2 separate regions of the Sus scrofa genome follow, and region 1 is linked to region 2. The links are chromatin contacts, called in public HiChIP or PLAC-seq maps. All regions are on one chromosome and are shown on one strand. The core of a region is the stretch at or near the end of the contact, and the rest is flanking DNA. Distances in the headings are between cores, read along the strand shown. Region 1 overlaps LOC106509843 (a long non-coding RNA gene). Region 2 overlaps LOC106509841 (a long non-coding RNA gene).

Region 1 (5,527 bases), core at 2,872-5,371, 290 kb before region 2:
AAGGTACTCTTCCTGCCCCACAGACTGTTTCATCCAGTGAAGGCCTGGATTGGGGGGAGGGATGGCCCTGGTCATCTGCCTGTTAGCCCTCTGCTGACCACAGGCAGAGCCTTAGCCAGGTCCCCATCCGTCCTCTGGTTGCCCCTGCCCTTTGGGAAAATGGCTCCGAGGATGCCGGTCCTTAGGAGCTGGATCTTTAATCACCTGTTTTGTATAGAAGGACTCATCCAAAGCTCTACCCCAGGGCTCAGGCCTTCGAAATTCTCATCAAAAAACAACACTGCGACAAACTTTTAACTCTTCTTCAAAGCCCACACCAGTTCCAGGTCGTGATTTGCTATGTATCAGCAGCTTAACAGTGGGCTTGGCCTGCAGTGTCAATGTCAGAACATAAAATAAGGGGTTCCGGGAGTTCCTGTCATGGTTCAGTGGTTAACGAATCCGACTAGGAACCATGAGGTTGCGGGTTCCATCCCTGGCCTTGCTCAGTGGGTTAAGGATCCAGCGTTGCCGTGAGCTGTGGTGTAGGTTGCAGATGCAGCTCGGATCCTGAGTTGCTGTGGCTCTGGTGTAGGCCGGCGATTACAGCTCCAATTAGATTCCCTAGCCTGGGAACCTCCATGTGCCACAGGATCGGCCCTAGAAAAGGCAAAAAGACAAAAAAAAAAAAAAAAGACATAAAGGAGGGGGGGTTCCTATTGTGGCTCAGCAGGTTAAGAACCCAATTAGTATTCATGAGGATGTGGGTTTGATTCCCTGGTCTTGCTCAGTGGGTCAAGTATCTGGCATTGCCACAAGCTGTAGTGTAGGTTGCAAATGTGGCTCAGATCCTGCGTTGCTGTGGCTGTGGTGTAGGCCGTCAGCTGCAGCCCTGATTCAACTCCTAGCCTGGGAATTTCCATATGCCGTGGGTGCAGCCCTAAAAATAAAGAAAGGAAAAAAAAAGAACATAAAAATAAGGTCCCATCTCAATAGCTCCAGTTTTCCTCCTGCTCCTTCATGCTTTCTCCTGGTGGGCAGCCTGCCAGCCCCTCAGCCCCTCAGCATGTGTGAGTTTAGCAAAGCCCATCAGAGAGCAGGTGGTGGGGGTGGGAAAGAAGGATAGGGAGTGTGTGTGGGGGGCTTTGGGAAAGAAAGGTGCTTGGAAGAGGGACAGGGGAGCAGAAAGCAGAGGGTGGGTGCTGCTGGAGACACTTAGTCACTTTCTCTGCTTTCTGGGCTGAGGGTTGGGGCAGAAGTTCCCCTTAGGAATTTTTTTTAGTATTACATTTTCTTTCATAAACTGTTCACATAGAATCAATTAAAATATTTTTTGATTTATATTGAAAATGCCATCTTTTTCTTTTTTAGTCAATAGATAATATACTCAAAGATTCAAAATTCAAAGCATTCAAAATAAGCAAGCTTTTCTTGTTTAATATATAAGAGCACAACCTAATGTTCCCAACTAAAAATCATCAAGGGCATTAAAGGACATATGTGGAAAAAACACGTTAAGGCTGTCAAAAACTCTTCCACTGAGGGACTGCTCGCCTTTTTATTTTGAGTTTTTTTTTTTTTTTTTTTTGTCTTTTCTAGGGCCGCACCCACGACATGTGGAGGTTCTCAGGCTAGGGGTCCAATCGGAGCTACAGCTGCTGGCCTACGCCACAGCCACAGTAATGCCAGATCTCAGCTGCATCTGCGACCTACACCACAGCTCACGGCAATGCTGGATCCTTAACCCACTGAGCGAGGCCAGGGATCGAACCCACAACCTCACAGTTCCTAGTTGGATTCGTTTCCGCTGCGCCATGATGGGACTTGTGAGGTGTTTTTGATGTTCAGAAGTTTCAATGATTTGTTAAGCCATGTCTTTCCCTGTATGATCTCTTCACCTAGAAAGTCATTGCCTGTCCTGAGTTCAATTCAACAGTCCTTTTCGTCAATCGTGTTTTCATGGCTTCCTAATTTGCCCTCTAAGCCACATCAGAGAAGTTTCTGTTAGTGATGTGGTTATGAGATGGAGCTGAGGGCTGCTGTGGCTACCTGAGGGGGGTGCCTTTGAAAGCCACTGGGCTCAGACTCCAGCCCTAGCTCTGAACTGGCCATCGTCTCCCCACTTGACAGTTATTCACAGCAGAACAGGGACTGGGAAGGAGCCTGCATCCTTGCTGGAGAAGAGGGCCTGGAGGAACTGACCCTGCCGTGAGGACCTGGGACATGATGGGGCCAACTTTGGTATGGTCCAGGCGCCCTTGTCAGCTGGTCTGAGGTGCAGGTATCCCAGGGCATAGGAGAGTCAGATGTGGGCGATTCTGGTAGATAGGCTGCGACTGGGGGAGTCCTGCGCAGCAGATTGCAGGGCAGGGCTGGGGTCCAGGTCCCGGGATCTGGGGAACCAGAGAGGCCACAAGACAGAGAACTCTGAACAGGGACTGTGATGGGCCCAGGTGGGGTGGGCCCTCTGAGACATCGAGGGGCCCAGTTAGTTAGGACAGGCATTGGTCCCAGCAGCCAGCCTGCCCTTGTGGCATTTCAGAAAATGACGCCAGATTGACTTTAACGATCTCTATGGTAATGTGTATGTGAATCTGTTGAAAATAAAATCACTGCAGACATACATCAGGCCCAGAGCCACTACAGGGTTGTCATTAGCGCCCAGTGCCCTAGTCCCCACAGGAGGGTGTAGATGCCTCTTCTCCTCACACTGTCTCCCTGGATGTTGGGACTGGCCCTCTCAGCCTTGTTCAGAAAGGGACCCCTCTCTTTTCCCCCACACACTAGTCTGAGTACCGAGCTGGGGACACAGCTCTAGGCTAGGAGGCTTTAAGCCCTCCTCATGTGACATCAGACAGCATTCTACTCTTTCTTGGGTATTAGTTTACTCATCATAAAATGGGATGAATGACATTGTCCCCAACCAGCAAACCAGATGACAAATGGGGTAATAGGTGAGACACTATTTTGAAGAAAAACAGTGAATCATTCCAGGGCAGGATTCTGAGGTGGTCCCCTACCCCTCCTCTGGTGAAACAAGGTTCCCTACTGGGCTGTCTCTCCCCCGAACTCCAGCAGGTGGCAGCATCGCCCTCTGCATGTCTGCTCTCCGCCCCTGACCCCTCCTTCCCAGATACCTAGGGTGTAGGACCTTGGACTGCTCTCAATTCACCTTCCACATTCCCACCTCCTCAGGGAAGAAAGCGGCCAGGGCCTGGAGCCCAAATGCCTTGGAAAGAGAATTAAGACCTTATTCTTTTAAAAAACCACAGATAGGGCAAGGGGAGGGGACCTGTTGTGTGTGATCCCAGGAAGGTTGACGTAAGCATTTGGGTGGAAGGGAAGCTTCATCCTACTCTGCCAGGACCTGTCCCACCACCTGGAGGAGGCCAGGACTTGTCCCCTCCTGGGATCATTGTCTTTAGTTGGACGGGCCAGCTGGCATTTCAGCAGAGGCAGGGGAGAGTCCTCTATTTTTGTGTGTGCAACAGGGTTGAAAATTTCACTCCCACTTCAGTTCATCTGTGCAGAAAAAAGAGTAATTTCTTTATTTGTTATATAACTAATCTGACCTTTCCCCTAACCCCTATCTGATGAAGAGTGAGAAAAACAGTGAAATGTTCAACTTGATTTAAATGTCCTGGGACCCAATAGTTTAGCCCGTCCTATTAGATTGTTTCTCTTAGAGAAAAGTGCTCAGTTTTCAGATTGCCTTCCTAATCTTCACCCACTAAGATGAGACCGAGGTGTGTGGACAGACAAGGGCGGCTCATGTGATATCTGACAGGAGTGAGGTGTTGGGATCCTGGGGTTGGTGTCTTCTGGTTTCCCCCACAAGGTCCCTTGTCCCTGCTGGCCACGGATTGTGCTTGAAGCTGAGTTTGTATAACTCATGGTCTGGTCCCTCCTGGTCTGGCCAGAGCCTCTGTGGTGCCCCAGCTGACCAGCCCACTGCACCTGAGTTCTCCTGGCTGCCTCCCAGGGGGCCTCCACTAACCTGGTAGTGCCCCCTCCCACCCCGTGGCATCTCCTTGTTGTACAGCTTGACCCCAGTTGACCTGCTGGCTCACAGTGTGGTTGCCTGGCCTGTGGGAACTGAAGTTGGCTGTGAAGCTGAACTTCTGAGGCTCCTCTGCTGTACCCTGGAGCCCTGGTGTTGGAGGCAGAGGATGGGTGGGTTCAGGGCAGCCTGAGAGACTGGGACAGAGGCCACACTGGGGTTTCTTCTCTAGAGCAAAGCAGATGGAACTTTCTCTTCTTGCCTCAGCATCCGTTACAAAAAAATGCCATGATCACACCCAGGGGGAGAAATGAAGGCATCCAGAAAACATGCTTTCAAGTGAATGGTCTGGTTTAGAAGACTCTTGACCTACTACATAATTGTATTTTGCCTGTCAGATGCCAAATATTACAGCATTTTTCTTCTGTGCTTTCAATGTCACAACTTCATCCTAGTCTCTCCTCAGGCAGAGACGGATGCCTCAAAGGTAGATGAAGGTCACGTATTCATAGAGGCAAGAAAGAAAAGCACATTCATAAATCTTCAAACATCCTTTTATGCTTGAAATGTTACCAATATTGGATAACGGAAGCAACAGACTACAACAGGTAAAATGGGAAGGCTTTCTCCACGAGGATAATTCACTATCTTGTTTGTGTTGGACTCTGTCCTTTCAGGGCCATACACAGTGAGTCAGAACCAGATGTCACTCAGTGAAAAATGGCACACCCCATAAAAAGCTGGGCCAGTCCAGCGGGAACCCGCCCTGAGCTCCCTGGGGCCAGGGCAAGACCAAGACAGACGTAGGATGAAAGGAAGGCCATGATTGGTGGACTCCTCTCCAGGCTTCTCTCCTATTGGAGGAAAGCAGACACAGGCATTTCAAACTAACTGGGAAAGGGGGTGGGTGATGGGTATAATTTACTGCCCCCACCCCCCACCGCTCCCCAGTGTTGTGGGCGTGCAGGCTGTGGTGGGGTTGGGTGGCCGGGGGGTCTTCATCTCTTACACAGCTCGCTCAGGTTGGGGGTTTCTCCCTGCAGGGCTGACAGGCCACCCTCACAGGAACTCACTGGCACATGTGTCAGAACACGTGCTCAGCCGTTTACATTCACGTGGGTTTCCACGTGAGTCCTCGTAGGACTCTTGGGGTAGTGCCTGACACCGCAGACATGAAACGAACACCAGCCCTTATTATCACTGGGCACAGAGGGTCTCCTACACTTAGTCCCAAAATAGAAAGACACAGTTACACAGATGTGTACATTCTCACACTCAAGAGATATACAGACACCATGAAACCTTTACATAGAAGCTCATAAATCTATTTTTTGGATATGGATATATAGTCAAACATAGTAGTTATAACCTACTGGAAATTTCCTATACAGTAGGCATTGTTCTAACACCATACAAGAGGATTAAGCAACTGAATCCTTATAACAACTGCATGAAGTAGGTATTGTTATTTATCCCAATTAACAGATGGGTGAATTGAGTCACACCGAGATGACAGCTTAAGGTCACAAAGCCAGTAATTGTTAAACC
Region 2 (6,046 bases), core at 1,022-3,521:
GCATGGACATGTGACATTACAGGTCATTCCCAGCCCTGCCTCTCTCTCTCTCTGGCACACACACACACACACACACACACACACACACACACACACAGTCTGCCTCATCCTGGTGCTGCCAGGCACATCGGTGACCTCCTGGTTCCTCCACAGCCAGGCATCAGGCCTGTGGGAACACAGTGCTCTCGTATTTGGATCCAAGTCTATTCTGGAACATACCACCCTATGCCTCTCCCCTCGGCTGCCACCCTAGTTCCGCCCCTGGGGCCAGCATTCCTGGAAAGCTCCAAGACAGCTTCTTTCAGGGGAGATTTTCCACGGGGCCTGTGCAGCCAGAATTGGCATAAGCTGAGGAGGGTCCTACCCACAGTCCCTGTCTTGGGGCCAGGAAGCTTGGAGCATCCCTGGGGTATCGGGGCCGTTCCTCTTCTCCATGGCAGAGGCCTTGGCAGATGGGACACTCGCAGCTCCTTCCCCATCCTGGTGTGTCCTCTTGGCCTCAGAGGAGTTCGGGTCTCCAGCACTCTTGTCTCAGCTCTGCTCAGTCCCACCCCATGACCAGGGAGTGTGTTCCTGCGGGGCCCAGCCCTGTGCTGGGTGCTGTGGACCTGCCCCTGGAGGCTCGCCGCTCTGCACGGACAGACGAGCAGCCTGCCCGTGAGCTGCCAGCAACACAGCGCTGCAGCAAATCCCCAAAGACCTTCCTGGACCTGGGCTCAGGCACCAGGACCTCGTCCTCCTGCTCAGGGACCCCAAGAGCTCGTCCTATCCTGCGTGGTGACCCCTGGCCCCAGCCCTGGCTGTTGTTTCGGTGGCAGGAAAGCCTCTCGCCCGAAGCTCAATGTCCTGCCTGCGCTCAGCGGATGACTAACCTGCCCCTCCTCAGCCTGGCACTTCCAGCCCCTCCTTCTGGCTCCGCCTGAGTCAGAGGCCCGTCAGCTTCTGATGCCCCTGAGGCCCAGCAGATTTGGGTGGGAAGGCTGTGTCCTATGCCAGGGCCTGAGGAGACGGGCCAGGCCCTCACTCCTCACTGGCCTGACCTTTTAGCAGGAACTTCTAAGCATTCTTTGATCTCGAAATGCCACATGTGCGTACACACACACACACACACACACACGCACCCCCATTCACATTCAGCCACACTCTTACTAGAGATGAAATAGTGCAGGTGCCAGGCTGAACCAGAACAGTCTTGTGGGGTGTGGCCTCCTGGCCTCTCCTGCAGAGGCCCCAACACCTCCTGGTACCAGAGAGCAGGACCAGAGGCCTGGGAAAGGGGTCTGTGCCTCTGGCTCCCTCCCTAGAACAGGCACAGATACTGGCTGCTGAGGGGACTCGATCCTTCGAATATGCCTCAGCACTACAGTCCTCTCTCTCTTGCACACAAACACATACCCCTAGACTCCTCCTCTGCAGCACTTCAAAGCCTCCCCCCACTACACTAGCCTCACAATAAAAGTAGCCAAAGAGTTCCCGTTGTGGCTCAGTGGTAAACGAATCCGACTAGGATCCACGAGGAAGCGGGTTGAATCCCTGGCCTCACTCAGTGGGTTAAGGATCCGGTGTTGCTGTGAGCGGTGGTGTAGGTTGCAGACGTGGCTCAGATCTTGCATTGCTGTGGCTGTGGTGTAGGCTGGCAGCTACAGCTCCAATTCGAACCCTAGCCTGGGAACCTCCATATGCAAAACCTTGACCCCTGACTCAATCTTGGGAAGCCATGGTCAAGCCCTGGGGATTTCTGCTCCTGGTTCTGCCCTAATGGGCCCCCTCCCTGGCTGGACTTGGCAGTGGCTGCGTGGCCAGCCCCGCATCTTCCCGAAGCCAGTTCCCGTCCCAGCACACAGAGGCACAAGCTGGGCTCCACGCCGCTTTCCAGGATCAGTCTGAGGGCTTAGGTTTGGGGTGTTTCATTTTCTTCTGTCTTTACCCCCATGTATACCCCATTGGCTCTGCCTGAAAAACACCCTCCCTCCCACCTCCCTGAGTCAGCTCTCAGCATCTGAGCACTACTAGCCAGCCTTGTTCAGGTGAGGAAACTGCAGCTGAGCAAGGCTACATACAGAGGGACAGAGGGATGCGTTTCTATCCATATTTCAACATTCACTTGGGTACCACCTTCCTGGGACTCCCCCGTTCCTGAGCGCCCCTGCCCTCGCCCTGGCCAGTGCCCCCCTCCCCCGGGGACAGGACGAGCAGACCTCTAGCCTAGAGCCCCTGCCCCCTGGAGTGAGTTCTGTTGAGCTTGTTACTTCAGCCCCGGAGCACTGATGTGTGCCCTTCTCCTGTGTCACTGGCCCCGTGAGAGCAGGTGGGCGGGCCCAGGTCTGAGTCACTGCCCAGCTCTGAGCCCGGCAAGCTGGCCGTGCAGGTAACCCTTTGCTGCCTGGGGAAGCTGACCAGAGGAAGGCCGGTCTGGGCCCTCGTCCCACTTTCCGGCCACGTCTCCCCCCTGCACCCCATCCCTGCATTTCTCCCTGTCCAGCTCTTTTCCCAGGAAGAGAGTGGCAAGCCCCTGCCCTGCTCTCAGGATGGGCCTTGCTGATGGGAGGTAGAATCTGTGCCGGGCTGAACATGCGACAGGGGTGGTGCTGGTCCCCCCAGGAGCTCCTCTGGCTTGAGTGGGCCCAGCGTGCACCTGAAGACAGGGAGCCCTGGCTCAGCACCCTGGGTCACTTCTCGGTGGCCACTTCAGTTTGTGCGTCCACTTGGGGGGGAGGGGACTCAGCCATCAGCCCGATGCCATGTTTATTTAAGGGGCACCGAGTTAAAAATAGCCTGAGTGCCCCAAGAGCAGGCAGCAGGCTCGGTGACCTCTGGCTCAGACAGAGAGAGGGATTCCAGGAGCTCTGAGACCTGTCCTCACCTCCGAGCCCTCTGTCGGCTCCCCCTCCCGCAGATAGACTTGTGCCTCTGTCAAGTGTCACACACACCCCAGCGTGGCGGGATGGCACCAGCGACATGTTTCGTGCGCTTCACAGACTGCAGGGTTTTGCGGCAGAGAAGCCTGAACTTTAGACCTGGCAGGGACCCCAAGGGGGGATTACTCTACAACTGCCCCATCAACACCCCCCATTTTGTGGCAGTTGGGGGGGTGGGGTGGCTGGAGTTCGCAGCGTAACGACGGGCTCAAGGTCGTGCAGAGCAAGACGACAGTCCGGGACTCTTGGCTCCCAATTCGGGACGCTGTCCGCCGCGTTACATCACGCCCATCATGTTTTATTACACAACGTTCAAATGTATTTTGTTCTTTCGTCTTACGTTATGTAATGCCAGGTAGGCAGGAATGGGGGTGGGGAGGGGCGTGGGGAAGTCCTTGGATGGAGGAGGTGACAAAAAGGCCATTAAGACGAAAGTACAGCAGTGAGCCTTTATCTTCCCCCACCCAGATCAGGCCCTGGCTCCCCACCTGAGTCCGCTCCCCTCCGTCAGGTGTAGTGGGTGCGGCTCAGCACCCAGTGCCCTAATTAGCACCTGTTGACAGTTTCTGGTTTGTGTGTTATCACCTTGGGTCCTCTTATCTTTATCAGAGCCAAAGGTTGATTGGAGCATTCTGGCTCAAGCTCAAAGCAACTTCACTCTGATTCCACGAAGCATTTATAACCGCTGTGAATAACAGCCCTCTTTCCTCAAGATAGCAGCCGGACCTGTCCGAGAGATGCCCTGTGGAGTCTTTGGGGGGGGTTGTTTGTTTGTTTTGCTTTTTAGGGCCGCAGCCACGGCACATGGAGGTTCCCAAGCTAGGGATCGAATCAGAGTTGTAGCTGCCAGCCTATGCCACAGCCACAGCAACGAAGGATCTAAGCCTCATCTGTGACCCACACCACAGCTCACAGCAACGCCGGATCCTTAACCCACTGAGCGAGGCCAGGGATCGAACCTACCACCTCATGGTTCCTAGTTGGTTTCATTTCTGCTGCACAACAACGGGAACTCATGGAGTCTTTGGTTTGATCCCCACCATGTCCACCGAGACGGGAGTGCAGAGCCCTCCCCACAGCTGGGAGAGGACGTGATGCCAGTCCTGACCCCCAGTCTCGGGCACCCCACAGTGATGCCCCAGGCACCGGAACCTGCCAGAACCCCCTACCAGGGGCTACAGCCCCTGCTCCTCCAGCCTGTCTGCCAGGACAAAGTTCCTGGGCCTTATCAGCCCAAGAGGTAGAATATTAATCTGGCCATCTCTGCCCCAGCCCTGCCCCCTTACAGCCAGCCTCCCCACTACAGGTGGGCAGGGTGTGTACCCACAAGGACAGGGTAAGAAGGCTGTGGGAAGGGACCTACATGTGGCCCACAGCCATGTGAGAGAAATGGCTTCTTGGTGTCTTCCTGGTATTAACCTCAAGGCCAGGCCCTCAGGTCCCTCCCAGCTCCCTCTGTCCTGGGGGAGATGTTTTCTCTGAGGAGTGACCCAAACCTTTCCTGACACCTGACGTTCCCACCTGGACCCCCTGGGTCTGGTGCTGCCAGAGAGGCCCAGGGTCCTACTCCCAGCTCTGCCACTGGGCGTGTCGCTGTGCATCAGACCTCAACTGCCTCACCTGTAAAATGGGAATCTTTGACTTGCCCTAGAATACCCACCTTCCCACTGAGACTTGGTACCTAAGGCTGGGTGACCACCCCACCCCCATGCCTAGACCCACCTGGAACAGGATCCAGGACCCTGGAGGTAGCTCTTTTGTGTCTTGAACCTCACTGAGTCCCATTTTCGGCCACCCAAACCCCTTTAGCTCCTGAACCAAGGCTCCAGGGACCACCTTTTGAGGATGTCCCCAGAGATCTCAGACAGGGATTGGTCCCTGCCAGCAGCCGTGTGTGTGTGTGTGTGTGTGTGTGTGTGTGTGTGTGTGTGTGTGTTGGTCCCTGCCAGCAGCCGTGTGTGTGTGTGTGTGTGTGTGTGTGTGTGTGTGTGTTGGTCCCTGCCAGCAGCCGTGTGTGTGTGTGTGTGTGTGTGTGTGTGTGTGTGTGTGTACACCCACCCTCCTGACGCATTGTCTGGAGGGGGCATTGTCCGGAGGGCCGGGCGGTTGCCTTTATGGCAAGGCATAAAAGGTAATCATTGACCGCATCAATGCCGCCCTGCGTGTCAGTGCCCGCCCAGCCTCGACCCTGCCAGGCCCTGGATTACTTTACAGTCACATAAAAGAAGCCTCCAGACTGGCCCCTTGGGGACTTTGGCCCCCAAGCGGGGAACGGGAGGGAGCCGTTCCCTGGAGACAGGCTTTTCTTATAATATTTACTGAACAGAAAGAGCTCCTTCCTTTTATCAAACACCACTGGGACTGTCTCAGCCCGGCCTGCCCAAGCCCCAGAGTCCCCATCAATAGGGGCCACCCTTCTCCCCTCCTTCCTCCACCTCTGCCATCGGGACCCACCAGCAGCCCGGATGTCCCCAAGCTGGGTCTCAGGATGCATCTTGCAGGCCTCGTTTCCTTTACAGTTTTATTTCATCCAGCCTGCACAACCCCATGGGGTAGGAAGGGAGATCATTTCCATTTTACAGATAGGAACACTTGGACTCAGAGAGGTCTAGTACCTTTCCTGAGTCGCACAGCCAGTAAAGGGCAAACCTCTCCTGCATGCAGTAGTCTATAAGGCTATACATCTATAAGTCTCCAGACTTGCTTGATTAAATGCTATCGGTAAAAAAAAATAACACGTGTCAGCACAAACCCTTAATATATTTATACGTATCCATAAATCATATACGTGTACTACTGAAAATCTACTTATCAAATGTTAGCAAATATCCACACTCTAATGGAAGCATCTTTTCCTGTCCTGTCATTCAAACCAGATCACATCAACCCCAGGGACCCTCCCCAGGGCTCATTTTCCGCAGGGACACCAGGGCCAGAGGGAGAAGGTCTGGGGAAGGGTAAGCCTCAGGCAGGCAGGGGGACACACTGGGAAAGGACATTCCAGACAAATGCTTGAGCAAAATCCAAGAGGCAGGAAATGGCAGGAAACAGTCAGGCACAGCCGAGAAGCCTGGGAACGTGAATGGGTGAATGGCTATAGCCAGAGACAATGCTGGAAAGTTTCGGGT

What was found. HiChIP or PLAC-seq counts read pairs in DNA pulled down with a chosen protein or histone mark.
Region 1: a contact with region 2 is called in an H3K27ac HiChIP or PLAC-seq map of skeletal muscle. The contact joins two enhancer-like sites. A contact is called at or near these places in 2 of 2 datasets of contacts at active chromatin or transcription factors (alveolar macrophages and skeletal muscle).

Annotation. Positions count from the first base shown.
Region 1 is chr3:97,548,650-97,554,176 of Sscrofa11.1, reverse strand. All of the region lies in intron 2 of LOC106509843 (a long non-coding RNA gene), which reads left to right. Among named protein-coding and RNA genes, the nearest start is that of TRNAI-UAU, 16 kb to the left of the region's middle. Within about 2 kb of position 4,121, at least 30 of the 83 cell types and tissues checked have an H3K27ac peak or open chromatin away from gene starts, as enhancers often do. A contact at or near this core is called in skeletal muscle, where this site is marked.
Region 2 is chr3:97,255,961-97,262,006 of Sscrofa11.1, reverse strand. The region is part of intron 2 of LOC106509841 (a long non-coding RNA gene); the gene reads right to left. Among named protein-coding and RNA genes, the nearest start is that of ZFP36L2, 59 kb to the right of the region's middle. Within about 2 kb of position 2,271, at least 27 of the 83 cell types and tissues checked have an H3K27ac peak or open chromatin away from gene starts, as enhancers often do. A contact at or near this core is called in skeletal muscle, where this site is marked.